Regions from separate parts of the Mus musculus genome. Here region 2 is linked to region 1. A link is a contact called in public promoter capture Hi-C data. All regions are on one chromosome and are shown on one strand. The core of a region is the stretch at or near the end of the contact, and the rest is flanking DNA. Distances in the headings are between cores, read along the strand shown. Region 1 holds the start of Pdp2 (pyruvate dehyrogenase phosphatase catalytic subunit 2). Region 2 holds the start of Psmb10 (proteasome (prosome, macropain) subunit, beta type 10).

The links. Promoter capture Hi-C pulls out the DNA fragments that hold promoters and counts their contacts.
Region 2: a promoter capture Hi-C map of liver shows a contact between it and region 1, with 5 times the contacts expected there. The contact joins the promoter of Psmb10 here to the promoter of Pdp2 in region 1. A contact is called at or near these places in 3 of 39 promoter capture datasets (liver, pre-B cells and stem cell-derived epiblast-like cells).

Annotation. Positions count from the first base shown.
Region 1 is chr8:104,588,480-104,595,994 of GRCm38.p6, forward strand. Pdp2 (pyruvate dehyrogenase phosphatase catalytic subunit 2) reads left to right here and starts at 2,993. Exons shown (of 2, transcript NM_001024606.2): 1 at 2,993-3,116; 2 at 5,001-7,515. The coding sequence starts at 5,042. The coding sequence ends at 6,640.
Region 2 is chr8:105,934,426-105,941,940 of GRCm38.p6, forward strand. It overlaps Psmb10 (proteasome (prosome, macropain) subunit, beta type 10), which reads right to left and starts at 3,967. Exons shown (of 8, transcript NM_013640.3): 1 at 3,530-3,967; 2 at 3,254-3,341; 3 at 3,069-3,166; 4 at 2,816-2,956; 5 at 2,441-2,556; 6 at 2,271-2,329; 7 at 1,571-1,722; 8 at 1,303-1,480. The coding sequence starts at 3,585. The coding sequence ends at 1,369. Lcat (lecithin cholesterol acyltransferase) reads right to left here. Exons shown (of 6, transcript NM_008490.2): 5 at 7,214-7,438; 6 at 5,126-5,715. The coding sequence ends at 5,147.

The DNA.
Region 1 (7,515 bases), core at 1,743-4,242:
ATAGGGGTTTAATCGATGTAGCCATGTTGCAAAGATGGAAATTGGAAATTTAGTCCATCTGCTGAGCACTGGCTTAGGCTTGAACTAGAGGAAGAGCTGAGGCAGGAGGTATGCATACATTAGCAATCCTGGTCCGGCTGTAGTTGGCTTGATTGTCTCTGTTCTGGTTCTGTAAGGTGGCTGGAAGTCCTTGTCCTTTAAGGTGACAATCTGATTCCTGTGAGGTCACTGCTTCTGGTTGAGGTTGGTCTATCTGTGAAGCTGTGCTAATCCTAAGAGTGAAGATGATTGCAGATCTAAGACCATGACTGAAAAGCTTGCCGCCACTTTTTGGAGGTCCGGAACAGGACGTTGTAAAAACTGCCAGTGAGGACCTAATGGGTTATATATCATTAGTTTCTTGTTGTTTGTTTGTTTGTCTGTCTGTTTTTGAAATGGGGGTCTCACTCTACAGTCCTGACTGTCCTAGAATTCACTCTGTAGACTAGGCTAGATTTGAACTCAGAGCACCTTGGAGTTCTGGGATTAAAGGCACCACCCTGGCTGCCTTTTGTGTCCAACTCAGAGATCTACCTGCCTCTGCCTCCCGAATGCTGTTATTAAAGGTGTGCACTAACACACCTGGTCCTCAAATAAATGTTTTATCAAAAGAAAAGGAAAGAAAGAAAGAAAGAAAGAAAGAAAGAAAGAAAGAAGAAAGGAAGAAAGAAAGAAAGAGAAAAAAGAAAGGAAGAAAGAAAGAAAGAGAAAAAAAAGAAAGAAAGAAAAAAGAAAGGAAGAAAGAAAGAAAGGGAGAAAAAGAAAGAGAGAAAGGAAGACTCTATGTTTTCAGACTTAGCAGGATGACATAACTTTTCTCAAGAATGTTCGGGGTGGGGGCCATCTGTGTGTATCTAAGAGTCAGCTCAGGACCAATCATATTTGTGGGCTGAACAACTAAAACTTCTTGCCTCAGTTAACTGAGGGAAGTTGGGAGCGGGAGAGGTGGTTTTCCCCTGACACTAACTGGTTGTCTAGTGTCAAATGGTCAGTCCTGAAAACATACATACAAGTAACATACAAACTGAGCAGATTATATTCAGGAATGTGCACGCGCATGCACGCACGCACGCACGCACACACACACACACACACACACACACACACACAGAGGCATGCAGTAACATTTAGTGAAAAAAAGAGGCCATGAATTTGAAGAAGGAGGCGTATGAGAGTTTGGAGGGAGGAAAAGGAAGGGAGAAATGTTGATTATATTCATTTCAAACTGCAGCAGCGACTTCCTGTCCCTGTTCTGAAGGATAACCTTCTATGCAATCAGATAAAGTATTTGTAAAACAAACTAAAAGTACAGCACAGTAAAGCATGCCTCTTTGTTCTCTCCTGCCCATTTACTTACTTGGTTTTTAGTATGGGCCTGAAAGAGACCCCACAGTGTCCAGAAGAAACTTAGTACAAATTCTGATTTACAACTTCCAGACAGGGTGCAGACCTATATAACACCCTCAGGGCTACTTCTGAGGCTGAGGCAGGAGGACATAAGTTCAAGATTGACTTTGACAACTTAGTGAGAATCTGTCTCAAGGCATAAAAAGGGGAAGGGGTAGGGTAGGATGGGAGGGGAGAGGGGGACAGGGTAGAGTAACGAAGATCTATCTATGATAGTGTTTGATAGTATTCAGGAGGCTCTAGGTTCAATCCTCAGTATCACAAAACCAAAGCAAAACCCAGAACAAAAACAGGGATTTAGCAAACGCCTTTAATCCCAGAATTTGGGAGGCAGAAGTAGGTGGATCTTTGTACATTGGAGACCAGCCGGTTCTACATAGCTAGTTCTAGACCAGCTAGGGCTACCTAGTGAGATGCTACCTCAAAAACACAAATAAAACAAAACACTCCCAAGCAACCACCTCCTTGAGAGGCCTGAGGCCCAGTAAGGGGACACATCACAGAAATACAGCAGGAACACTTTTACCTCAGACGTGACTTTGGGTAAACCAGCTTGCCTTTCTTTCCAGAGACAGCACTCTCAGACCTTTCTGCTATCTCTTATCTCTCTTTGACTTCAAGAAAGGACTCTACTGACTCACACATTATAAGGTGAAGACCAGACTCAGCTATTGTTAGGACCAGAAGGCAAGGAGGGAAAGCTCTGGACCTCTCTGGTTCTGGCTCTCCCAAGCTACCAACAAGTAAAGGTGCGGCTAACATCACTTGTCGCTAAGAGGCCAATGTAATTGAGAATTCAAAATGGTGGTTAGTAAGGAGCCAATGAACTCTTTAGATCAGAAATGTGAGTATTAGAAGGTTCCTTCTAGCTGTTTGTAAAGGAAGGAAAATCGGTTGGGACTAAGTGTAATTTGGAAGTAGGGGGCCTTAAAGGCTTTGGAGTCTGGCATTGGCAAATGGATGGGTGGGAAGGGACTTAGGAGGTGGGAATGACAGGATTAAAGTGTGTGACAGTAAGGGAAGCATCAAATTGACCCTGGTGTTTGGACTTGGGTCTTCTGGGGCCGGCGAAGCCATTGCTGGTTTAGGAAGAAAAGCAGGTTTGACTGGAAGATAAGGTCAGGGCAAGTAGAACCTAGAGTGTCCATAAAGCCTTCAAGATAGGTGTCCAAAGATAATAAAGATGTGGCACTTTGGAGAGAGGCTTGGAGGGAACGGAACAAAACCCGGGAGGAATCTATGTGAGAATGAACTGTAAAGAACTGGAGAGGTCTCTTGGTTCTGGCTTTGCAGGGTGTGGTGATAAGGGAAGCTTGGGGAAGAGCCCCACGTGACGACCTACTGGCGCAGCGGCTGCACAAAAGCCACGGGTAACCCCAGGGGGTAGAGTGCAGGGTGGCCCCTCCCGGCCCCGCCCCTCTGCCTTCCTTTTGCCCTCCTCATCCATTGGGTAATCTCAATGTCCGTCAAGGGCCCGCCTCCAAGGATAAGCCAATCAGGAATGGCGGGAGGGATATTTCTTTTGGTGCTGGTTCCTCGACTGGGGGCCTCTCCAGGGAAGTAAAACCCAGTCGCAGCAACCGCGGAACTGTGCTCAGGACCAGAGTGAGCCGAGAGGATCCGCCGAGTGCCAGCGGCGCCAGCTGGGGAGGAGAGGACGAGGATACGAGGTAAGGAAGGGGACGATTCGGGGTGCGGACGCCTTCCCTAGCCTAGTTTACGGGTACCTCAGGTGATGGGGCGGAGAGGGGGATGAGGTGAGAGGGCGGGACGAGCTGGCCCCTGGTCATGGTCACCCCACTCGCGCGCACGCGCCACGTGGGCCCGCGCACTGGTGGAGGAGACGACTGCTTAGCCGGTTCTCTGCACCAGCTTCCTTAGTACTGGAGCACCGGTGAGCTGGACGTCGCAACTGGATTCTTACACCTTGGAAAGCCAAGGCTCAGCCACTAAACGGGGGCTGGGATTTCTTAGAGCCTTGCGGTCCAGCCAAGAAATCAAGAGACTTGGTTTCTTTAGGGGTGCTAAATTCTTTCTGTCCCATTGGAGGCGAATGGTTTTCATTGCGCACAGCTGCCTGTCCTTTCTGCAGGGTCAAGGGGCGTCTGAGGCCATCTGCCCCTGTCCGACCTCATCTGTCCCAAGTTCAGCGGGATGGGTATTGGCTTTGGGAAATCGGTTTGACAGTGCGTTTATACCCTTTGACCTACTGGTTTTGGAAATAAGTAAGGGAAAGGTGACTGCAAATGCCATGTAATTTGGTACCAGGTTAGTGGAAACAAGCTCCAAGTCACCAGTAGTTGTGAATGTTTATGCCAAAAACCATAAATAGTACTATCACTGAAAACATTGCCTTTAATAGGAAATCATGTTCACAGTAGTTGGCCCAATGATATAAAAATCTGTACAGAATGTATCCCAAGGACAAAAATAGTGGCTCCCTCCTTTTGTTGATTTTTGAGACAGTTTCTCTGTGTACCTGGTCTCAAATTCTGCCTGCCTTTTCCTTCTAAGTGCTGGGATTAAAGGCGTGCACCCACACTCCCAGTTTCAACCCCCCCCCCCCATTCCCATGGGCTTACTTTGTCAAGCAAAGTAACAGTCTGCAATGTAGATCAGGCTGGCTTTGAACTCACAGATCAGCTTGCCTCTTCACCTTTGCTTCCGGAATTCTGGAATTAAAGGCGTGATAGCACTGTGACGGCTCAGAAGTGTCGTATTTTATTAAGTCTTTACAGAACGTTGTGAAATCTTGACATGGTGCACACACTTTTAATCTCATGAGGTATTGAGAACGTCAGAGCAGGCAGATCTCTGATTTTGAGGACAGCTTGACCTACACAGTGAATTTCATGCTGGCCAGGGTGACAAAGTAAGACCTTGTCTCAAAACAAAACAACAATGACCAATACAAATTACACAGGAATTCTGTGAGACCAGCAACTGATGGCTAATTCTAGCTACCCTGGAATCTGAGGCAGGAGGATCTAAAGTTCAAGGCTAAGTGTGAAAGAGGGCTGGGGATGTAGCTCAGTGGTAGATCAAATAGAAGAGACCTTGTGTTCAGTCCCCAGTGATGAATAAAACAACAATAATAAAACAAAACCTAACCACGTATTGCCGGTGAGACACAGTATGCTAAGTAGCTAGAGTCAGTGGGGCTTCAAAAACACCATATCGAGATAATATTGATGATATTTATATATAATATATTAATGTAATATATATAATGTATACCAGGTACAGGCCTGGACTCAGGACAGCCGCTAGTCAGCAGCTACATGACTGGAATTCATGGGGTAGGTAGATTCCTTGGGGGAACAGATACAAAAGGGAAAACTTAAATACTGCAAGGGAGACTGAACAAAGGACGTAGATAGTAGGCTCTGGCCTGAGGAACGGTTTAGAAAGGAAAAGGAGGCACAAGTTGGCTGGCAGGAAGGCCGGAAGCTCTCTATAAAATCAGAGAGCGCATTAGCAAAAGTGATGTTCTAGCAGTTTAGTATTTTTAATAACTTGAACTTTGAAGCTTTTATAAACTCTTGAAATTTCAGGCTGAAAAAACACTCCACCTCCACCTGCCACTTGTTTCAGAATGTCAAGTACTGTGTCCTACTGGATCTTCAATTCTGCAAGGAATCGTATTGCTCTTTTACGAGGTGGGAGACGCCTATACTCAAGGGCTGCCACGAGTAGGAACCTGCTGAAGTGGAGGCCCTTTTCTCCGGCATTGGCATCATCAGCCCTCAAGTGTGGTTCTCCACCTGGTGGCTTTGCCCTGCGGAAAGCCTACAGACACACATCAACCGAGGAAGAGGATTTCCACCTACAGCTCAGCCCCGAACAGGTCAGTGACCTGCTCCGAGCTGGCGAGTCATCCCACAAGGTCCTTGATTTCAACAACGGAGTACCAAATTCAGTGTTAAGGTTCGAGAGCAACCAGCTGGCTGCCAATTCCCCTGTGGAGGACCGGCAAGGTGTGGCTACCTGCGTCCAAACGAATGGGATGATGTTCGGTATTTTTGATGGACACGGGGGCCACGCGTGTGCGCAAGCGGTGAGTGAGAGGCTTTTCTACTACATGGCGGTGTCCCTGATGTCCCATCAGACCTTGGAGCAGATGGAGGAAGCAACGGAAAACATGAAGCCTTTGCTGCCCATCCTGCGTTGGCTCAAGCACCCCGGAGATAGTATTTATAAGGACGTCACGTCCGTGCATCTGGACCACCTCCGTGTCTATTGGCAGGAGCTCCTTGACCTGCATATGGAAATGGGGCTGAGCATTGAAGAAGCATTGATGTACTCCTTCCAGAGACTGGATTCTGACATCTCGCTAGAAATCCAGGCTCCTCTGGAAGATGAGGTAACGAGAAACTTATCCCTCCAGGTTGCTTTCTCTGGGGCAACAGCCTGCATGGCCCACGTCAATGGAGTTCACCTGCATGTAGCAAATGCTGGTGACTGCCGGGCTATCCTCGGTGTCCAGGAAGAAAACGGTGCCTGGTCATGTTTACCTCTTACCTGTGACCACAACGCCTGGAATGAGGCTGAGCTGTCCCGGCTTAAGAGGGAACACCCCGAGTCCGAGGACAGGACACTCATCATAGACGACAGGCTTCTGGGTGTCCTCATGCCCTGCAGGGCCTTCGGGGATGTCCAGCTAAAGTGGAGCAAAGAGCTGCAGCGGAATGTCCTCGCAAGGGGCTTTGATACGGAGGCCCTCAACATCTACCAGTTTACCCCGCCCCACTACTACACTCCACCCTACCTGACTGCCAAACCTGAGGTTACCTACCACAGGCTAAGGCGCCAGGATAAGTTCCTGGTGCTGGCCTCAGATGGCCTGTGGGACATGCTGGGGAATGAGGACGTGGTGAGGCTGGTGGTGGGGCACCTGTCCAAGGTGGGTCGCCATAAGCCGGACCTGGACCAAAGACCAGCCAACCTAGGCCTCATGCAGAGCCTGCTGCTGCAGAGGAAAGCCAGTGGACTCCATGCGGCTGACCAGAACACAGCCACGCATCTGATCAGACACGCCATCGGGAGCAACGAGTACGGGGAGATGGAGCCGGAGCGGCTGGCTGCCATGCTGACACTGCCAGAGGATGTGGCCAGGATGTACCGGGATGATATCACTGTCATGGTGGTGTTTTTTAACTCTGATTCAATTGATACCTACTGTAAAGAGGGTTAAGAGTCTCCCTCTGGTGCCAAGGCTAACAGGAATGCCCTTTAGACACTTCACTCCTTAGTGAGCAATCCAAACCTTAGTAAAGAATAGGCAGACATAGGTTGCTGAGTAATTAACAAAGGAAGAGAGGGAAAACCAGCCTTAGTGGTGGTGATGGTGGGGGAGACGACTACGAAGACAACGATGATGACAGGACAAAGACATTAGGAGTGATTTTTTTTTTTTTTTTTTTTTTTTTTTTGTCCTGTGTGTGCTGGTCAGCTCTTCTGTGTAGCAGGCAGAATAAAGACTAAAATTGGCTTAGGCTCACGTAGCCCATGTCCTTTATAAGACTGTTAAATTGTGTCATCCCGTGCTTTTAAAGGATAAATTTAATCATGAGTCTAAGAATAAAGAACTTCAGGATCTCCTGAGACCCAGTTGCAGATTTTACAGATGCGATTATTCAGAACTCTGTTATGCCCAAAGTCTAGGCGCTAGTGTCTTGTTTTTTGTTGTTGTTGTTGTTGTTTTTTAGTTAGGGAAGCCTAGGTTTACAAAGCAATCTTCAGAATCTTCAGGGCACTTTTCTATATGTGTGTGTGTGTGTGTGTGTGTGTGTGTGTGTGTGTGTGTGTGTGTCGGAAATGACCTTGACAACATTTTGTACTGTTTGCGTTTTTTAACGCTGGTTAAGTTTATTTTAAAACTGAACCCTCCAGCTCTCAAGGAGGACTGCCAGAAGCACGTTTGGGACCTGGGTGAGGAAGAGAGGAGCTAGGCCCTGGGCCAGCTGAATTTAATTGTGCAGCTATTGTTCGCCTCCGTTGAGCCTCACCTCTGAACCTTCGAGGCATCCGTCCTGGGAGGTGATTTCTGTCTAATCCCTAACTCCTGAC
Region 2 (7,515 bases), core at 2,717-5,216, 1.3 Mb after region 1:
TACTGGTAAGTGTGAGCTCTCAGTGGCTAAGAGACCCTGGGTTGAAGCTGGTAGTAGAAAATCTTTTTCTAGACCTCAGCTTGCCATAGGCGAGATATGTGCACAGCATATTTATTATTGAGCTCCAGGCTGAGCTTGAACCGGTGGAGAGAGGGTGCTTCTATATGCAGAGTTACAATGGTGAGTTGGCTTGAATTTTTCTAGGGCATCAAAGGCTTTGACAGGCTCAAGAATACCTCATTCTAAGCCCGGTGTGGTGGTGCACGCCTTTAATCCCAGCACTCTTCTTCACTGAGTGCCAGGAGGCAGAGGCAGGCAGATTTCTGAGTTCGAGGCCAACCTGGTCTACAAAGTGAGTTCCAGGACAGCCAGGGCTATACAGAGAAACCCTGTCTAGAAAAAACCAAAAAAAAAAAAAAATAATAATAATAATACCTCAGTCTAAAATGTGAAGCAGGTGAACGGGTAAATAAAGAACACAGATCAGATATGAGGAAATATGAATTATAAAGGCTGGTGGACATAGGGATGTTTACTAAACTAGCCCTTTCGCTTTACTATCGTATATACTATTTTTCATAATAAAGTCTTGGGGGAACAATCAGGGGCCAAGGGTGTCCAGCCTGGAGGAGAACCTCTCTAGAGAACGTGCCTTATCCATTCTGAAGCCCCAGTGGAGCTCAGCTACTCGCAGGGCAGGGTGTTTCTACCCAGAGGGCCTGGCACTCAGTGAAGAGACCTCGCTATGAAACATTAGCTGTGTCATCTTGCCCCGCAAGTCCACCACCCCTTTCAGCCCAGAGGACAGAGGCTATCTCCTTCCTCACAGTCCCACGTGTGTAGACAAAGCCCAGCTTCTCACAAGCTCACACATGTTCGGTCCTCTGAGGGCTGTCCTAAGTAGAGGAACTGTAGGTGGTGAGAGGTGCTTAGTGGGAACTTGTCAGGAAGTGGTTGCTCTATCAGCATTTTAGCCTCCTAAGGTCCCAGGGTAGCTGGTGGAAAAAGGTGGTTACTGATAAGAAAGGGAAAGGCTAACAGTGGGGATTGTCCATCGGGGTCTTCCAAGACAGGGTACTGGTGGGGTAAGTTTCTACCATATGGAACTATGGTTTGGGGATGACAGGATATAGCTTTCTACCCCAAAGCTTATAGTCCTGGGCTTCTGCACGGATAGATCCCTGAGGTGAGGAGGAGGAGGACCTCAGGCCAAGAACTGGGTCTGTCGTCCTTAGGTGAATACCTCAGCCACAAAACTCCTACAGATGCTTGGCTCACTCCTCTCAAGAAAGACACAGCCTTCTGTTTAAGTGTTTGTGTTTCCCGGATTTATTCACCCTCATTCCAAACTCTACATCTCAGGCCACTTCATTCCACCTCCATGGCCTGCACAGTTTCCTCAAGAAGTTCCAGGGTCAGGGGTCTCACTTCCCGGGTCAGGACAGGTGTGGTTCCAGGAGCAAATCGGTAACGGCCAGCTCTAGAAGGGAGGAGGGCCAGCCTTTTAGAATGCAGCCTGTCCATGCACACGTGTGAACACACACAGAGCCCTCCCTTCCTGTGCTCTTACCTCTGCACAGGCTCGGTGGGGGTGCTCAATGCTCTCTGCAGCTTGGCACCCCCTGCAGTGATCACACAGGCATCCACATTGCCCCCAGAGCCCAGGTCACTCAGGATCCCTGCTGTGATGGCTTCCACCAACAGCTCTTGCGCAGCCTCCAGCTGGGTAGTGGAAATGAGGTTAAATGGACCTAGTGTTACCACACTCTAACCAGGGGACTTGTTAATCTTGAAGTCTAGACAATTTGCTCTTTATGTAAGCTCAACCTCCTTTCTCTCCATCCATTGAAAATTCCAGTCCCTTGGCTTCTGACCCCCTCTCCTCCAAAACTGTGTGCCCTCCACTCACTGTCCTCTGTACAAACTTCTCAGTGTTGCTTACATGTACCCCCCCCCAAGTTGTCTTCCCACCCAGTCTGTCACGTGTTTCTCTCTGGGCCTTAGTTATCTCTGAAGCACATAGTCACTTACTTCTATCCCACTCCCAAGTCCAATCTCAAACATCATTTACCTCTTCCTTCAGTAATGATCCGTTGTGAGCTTCTGCTTCTCTCTGTGGTCTAAGCTTGGTTCCTGACTGGCCCTCCCATCTTCAACTTTACTCAGTCCCTACTCAGTTGTCCCCTTCACACCTACAAGCCTTTCTTATTTCTATACTTGGCTAGGGTTTTTCAGCACTCCCCGCCAGTGAGCATGAAGAAGTCGCTCACCGTCATGTTTGGCTGGAACCGGTCTTCCAACAGTGCCACGGCTGCACCCTGACCAGAGCCTGCAGGTGGGAAGGGGCATCCGAAGTCAGTTGTTAGCTGCGGAGGTACAAACCTTGAAGGTGGGGTTGCAGGAGCAGGATTCGTGTGATTTAAAGGGTGGAAGAGCTCACCAAGGGCAGTAAAGGGCAGACGGCTGTAGGAACCATGTGGGTGCACCTCGTAGAGCTGAGGTCCGTTCAAATCAACCCCGCCCACGACCAGTGATGCCCCCACGTGGCCTTGGTACCTGTGGAGGAGCAGGCAGGGTTAATGTTAGCAGACAGGCCCCGCCCATTACACTGCCTTTTGGTCTGAGTCCCACCCCTTCCTTTGGCCTGGCGTCCTGCAATTGACGCTGCCTCTTCCGGAACTCAGCTTGGTCTGTCTTCTTCCGGTCTCCCTGCAGGTCGCAGCCCCGCTCCCCCCCACTCCACGTCCCGCCTCCTGTCAACTCCACCCACCTGCAGATACCCCGTTTAGGGGTCATCTTAGCCCCACTTGCTCACCGGAAAAGCGTCTGGCGCAGGATACGGGTGACCGTGGCCACCCGAGGCTCACGGCCGGTGGACAGCGCATGTAGTTCCATCTTGGAAGCTGCCATCCGCGTAGTCATCTCAGTGTCCGCAGCTACTCCAGCCCCACAGCAGCTAAGGGACAAAGGGATGGTGGATGTGGACAGGGACGTGCAGGGACAAAGTAGGGAGTGAGCGACAGTGCAGCTTATGTTTGAATATGGGGACTGGTCCGGGGCATACTGACTAGATTTTAGGGGCGATGAAGTGGATCTTCTCGCAGCTTTTGTCCGCCACAACCGAATCGTTAGTGGCCCGCGTGTCCGCTCCCAGGATGACTCCATCCTGCAGAGGCAGAGCCCAGCCTTAATGCCCACCTGATCTCCGCAGTGGCTGCCCTTCTAGCCCTCCAGCCCTTATCACCCCGCTTACTCGGAACACAAGCCCCGCGATGGTAGTCCCGGTCTTGCGTGCATGAGGAACCCGAAGTCCCGGAAGGACGTGTTCCAAGGACGCATTCCTGGAAACATTGGGGTGACTCGCGTTTCAGTTCTGCATCAAGGGAGGGTCCCTGAACCGGTCCCCAAACCCATTTCTACTCATCTCCTGGCTTAAGCCCCTACTTGGTCACCCAACATAGGGTTCCCCCACTCCACCAATAAAACAAGGCACCAGCAGTTCGTGACTAGAACTCCACTCCCCTTTCACCTCTGGCAGTTCTCGAAAGAGAAGCCTCCTGTGGGTTCCACTGCCTGCTTCAGCATCTCGCAGGAAGGCCAAGTGAGAATGCGGGGGTCTCGATGAGTGGATCAGCCAGGGGGAGCAGAGGCGTCTGTCCTGGCTTCTGTGGGGTTTTTCCGGACGCTTCCTACTTTCGCTTTCACCCCCACCCTAGTTCAGAGGCTGTTGGCTGCTGTGTGCATCTTCTCTTTCACTTTCGTCTTTGCTGCTAGTCCCAGATAACTTGAGGAAGGGGCTATTACACTCCTTGCCAGACCTATGGTGCGCCTTAGATCCTCCATTCCCATCTCTGCTGACACCCCCTGAGCACTGCAGGCACATACATGTATTCAGGTAAAACACTCACACACATAACCCCTTAAAAGTAAGTAGAAATGAAGCCCTTGCAGGCTTAGTTATGTGTGTGAGTGAATGTGGTATGTGCATGCCACATGCCCACCAAGGTCAGAAGAGGGCATCAGATTCCCTGGAACTGAAGTTACAGATGATCATGAGCCACCATGTGGGCGTGCCACCACGTGGGCGTTGGGAACCAAACTCAGGTCCTCTCCAAGTGCAAAAAAATGCTCTTAACTTCTGAGTGCTTGCTCTCTCTCTCTCTCTAATGTCTCACATTAAATCTTCTTTAGATGAACTGTCTTTTCTTCAGATCCTAAACTTTTTTTTTGGGGGGGGGGGGCGCTTGAAAAACTGTTTTTCAGTGTAGTTGAGTGTAGCCCTGTCTGCCCTGGAATAAGCTCTGTAGACAAGGTTGGCCTGGATGAGAAGATTAAAGGCATGTGTACCACCACGTGGCCCTAATTTTTTAATTTTTTTATGGCTTATTTTATGTGCGTTGGTGTTTTGCCTGCATGTCTGTGTGAGGTGTCAGCTCCCCTAAAACTGGAGTTACAGACACTTGTGAGCAGCCATGTGGGTGCTGGGTATTGAACCAGGGTCCTCTGGAAAAACAGCTTCTTTCAACAGACGCTGAGCCATCTCTCTAGCCCCATTTATTTGTTTGTTTTTTCGAGACAGGTTTTCTCTGTATAGCTCCGGCTGTCATGGAATCCAAGTTCTTACATTAACAATCCCCAGCCCCAATATCTTAAATTCTATTTATTTGTTTGTGTTTTGGGGACAGAATCTCTGTGGTCTTGGCTGTCCTGGAACTGTGTGTATCAGAGTGGCCTACAGAGATCTGCCTGCCTCTGCCTCCCAAGTGTTGAGTTGAAGGCGTGCACCACCATGCTTTATTATAAATTTCTGTATCCAACCAGAACTCAAAAGTCGACTTCAAATCCTATTTCTCTGTGTCCCCATTCTAACAGCCATATACCCAGATCTGAATATTGTCCTGGGCCCCTAAGAAGGAAGCCACAGAGCAAGCTTCCTGAGCAGCTCAACTAGGACAATGAAAATCTATTTACATATCTCAAAGTCAGTCCAGTCTGGGGCCTTAGCAAAGCCCACTGAACCCCGTGTTCCCCTAAGCCCAGATCAAGCATGCATCAGCCAGGTGATGCAGGTTATCTAAGGAACCTAGTAGTGCCTTCCCCTTAACCCATAACAAACACCCTGCACTTATTTATAACAGCTAGGTCTTTATTCAGGGGGTGGGGGACTTGGGCTGGCAGCTGGCGACTTAGGAGTGCGGTAGGCACCCAGTAGGATGGCATTGATATGCTCCAGTGTCTTATTGCTGAAGACCATGTTGAGGTGATCTGTCTCGTTCATGGGCAGCAAATGTACGGGCTGCGACTGGCGGCCCTGCCACTGGCCACAGAGCTCAGTGCTGCGGGTGGCTACGGTGTCGTCCCCATCTTCATAGAGTGCAGCCACGGGGTCTTTGTAGGGGAAGTTGTGGTCATAGATGTAGGTGTGGGGTGTGGGTCTGCCCACACCGTAGAGACAATATACTTCTACACCAGGTGCGGGGAGGCGCTCCAGTAGGTCACGAGACTGAAGAAACATGTGCCAGCCTTCTTCAAAATGCAGATCTGTGAAAAAACGCTCAAAGTCTTGGACGGTGTAGTTGAAGTTTGGTGTGGAAATGAACACATGGTCTTCAGGCCACACGTGAGGGGCTGGGAGCATCCAGGGGGAAGTCGTGGTTATGCGCTGCTCCTCTTTCAGCTTTATGTTGGACAGGATGGGGATGCCCTGGTTGTCACCTAGGACAGGGGAGAACAAGGTGGGACAGGGAGCTGGGCCTGGTCCACAGTTTACCTCGGCAAAAGCACTCCACCTTGTTTCTGCCACAACCTGATCTTGATTCCAAAACACAGACAAGAGCAGGCCTGGTGTTCGGTTAAGTGCTCCGTATGCTTATTTGCGGGGGCTGGAGAGATGGCTCAGCGGTTAAGAGCACTACTGTTCTTATGAAGGTCCTGAGTTCAAATCCAACAACCACATGGTGGCTTACAACCATCTGTAATGGGATCTGATACCCTCTACTGGTGTGTCTGAAGACAGCTACAGTGTACTTACATATAAATAATAAATAAATCCTAAAAAAAATAAAAATAAGGGCTGGAGAGATGGCTCAGTGGTTAAGAGCACTGACTGCTCTTCCAAAGGTCCTGAGTTCAAATTCCAGCAACCACATGGTGGCTCACAACCATCTGTAATGAGATCTGATGCCCTCTTCTGGTGTGTCTGAAGACAGCTACAGTGTACTTAGATACAATAATAAATAAATCTTAAAAAAATAAAAATTAAAATAAATAAATAAAAGAGGCTATGCTGGTAAGACAGAGCTCAAACAGGGAAGACGACAGGGAAGATGGGGCCTCAAACAGAGTGTATGACAGTTAAAGAGAATAAGGGATATGTGTTTGTGTGTGTGTGTTGGCTATTCTTCCTTAGGTCCTCTGCCTATGCTACACAGTGGTCACAGGACTGCATTTCAGGAGATTTAGACAGTATCTGTTTTGGTTTCTTTGGGTTTTGTTTTTGTTTTTTTTGAGACAGGGTTTCTCTGTGTAGTCCTGGCTGTTCTGGAACTTACTCTGTAGACCAGGCTGGCCTCAAACTCAGAAATCTGCCTGCCTCTGCCTCCCAAGTGCTGGGATTAAAGGCGTGTGCTACCACTGCCCGGCAATGGTATCTGCTTTACATCCAGTCGTACAGTCTGGTGGATCACTCACTAGACTGTAAACTTCACAGTGAAGGCTAAGTCTGGCTACGCCCAGTATACGGTGGTGTTTAGTGAGCAGTAGCTGTATTAGTACTGGGTCCCTGGGGCTACTGCACAAACAGGAGCAAGAAGGATCCCTAGGTTTGGCCCTGCCGTGGCAGATCATGTCCTCAATGAAACAGATTCCTGGGCACAGGGGCTCTGGGAGGTAAAATGTAGCTAAAAGCCATAGTGTACAGGACTTGGGGGCTACCAGGAGCAAATCTGGGGTTGACAGACGACTGGGATTGGCTTCCTCTATCAGCACTCAAGGACTCTGGAAGGAGATGTCCAAATGGTTGCTGCTTTCAAGGGGCTAAAGGACAACAGGTGTGCCCTGACAGACAGACAGACAGACAGACAGACAGACAGACAGACAGACAATATCCCCGGGGCAACACTGAGCAGAGCTGGAGTGACGGCTAGCTAGCTCTGTGATCTGCTTCACTCCTCCTTACCCCACACTGGATGACCACGCCCAAGAGGCTCCTCACCTGAGGCCAGGATCCGCATGGCCTTGATGGAACCACCCCACGGAGCCCCGAGAGAGATAAAACCATCAATGAAGTGGTCCTTCCAGGACTGAGGCTGCCGCAGTAAGAAGTGGAGCACATGCAGACAGCCAAGGCTATGCCCAATGAGGAAGACAGGCTTCCCATAAGCGGCATACATCTCCTCTACCAGGCCAGCCAGCTTCTTGTAGTATTCATCCTGCTGGTCTGAAGACGAGTAGATAGGTCAGGGTAGTTAGGACCTGGGACCACCTGTCAAGGCCCCAGCCCATCACCTGCAAACA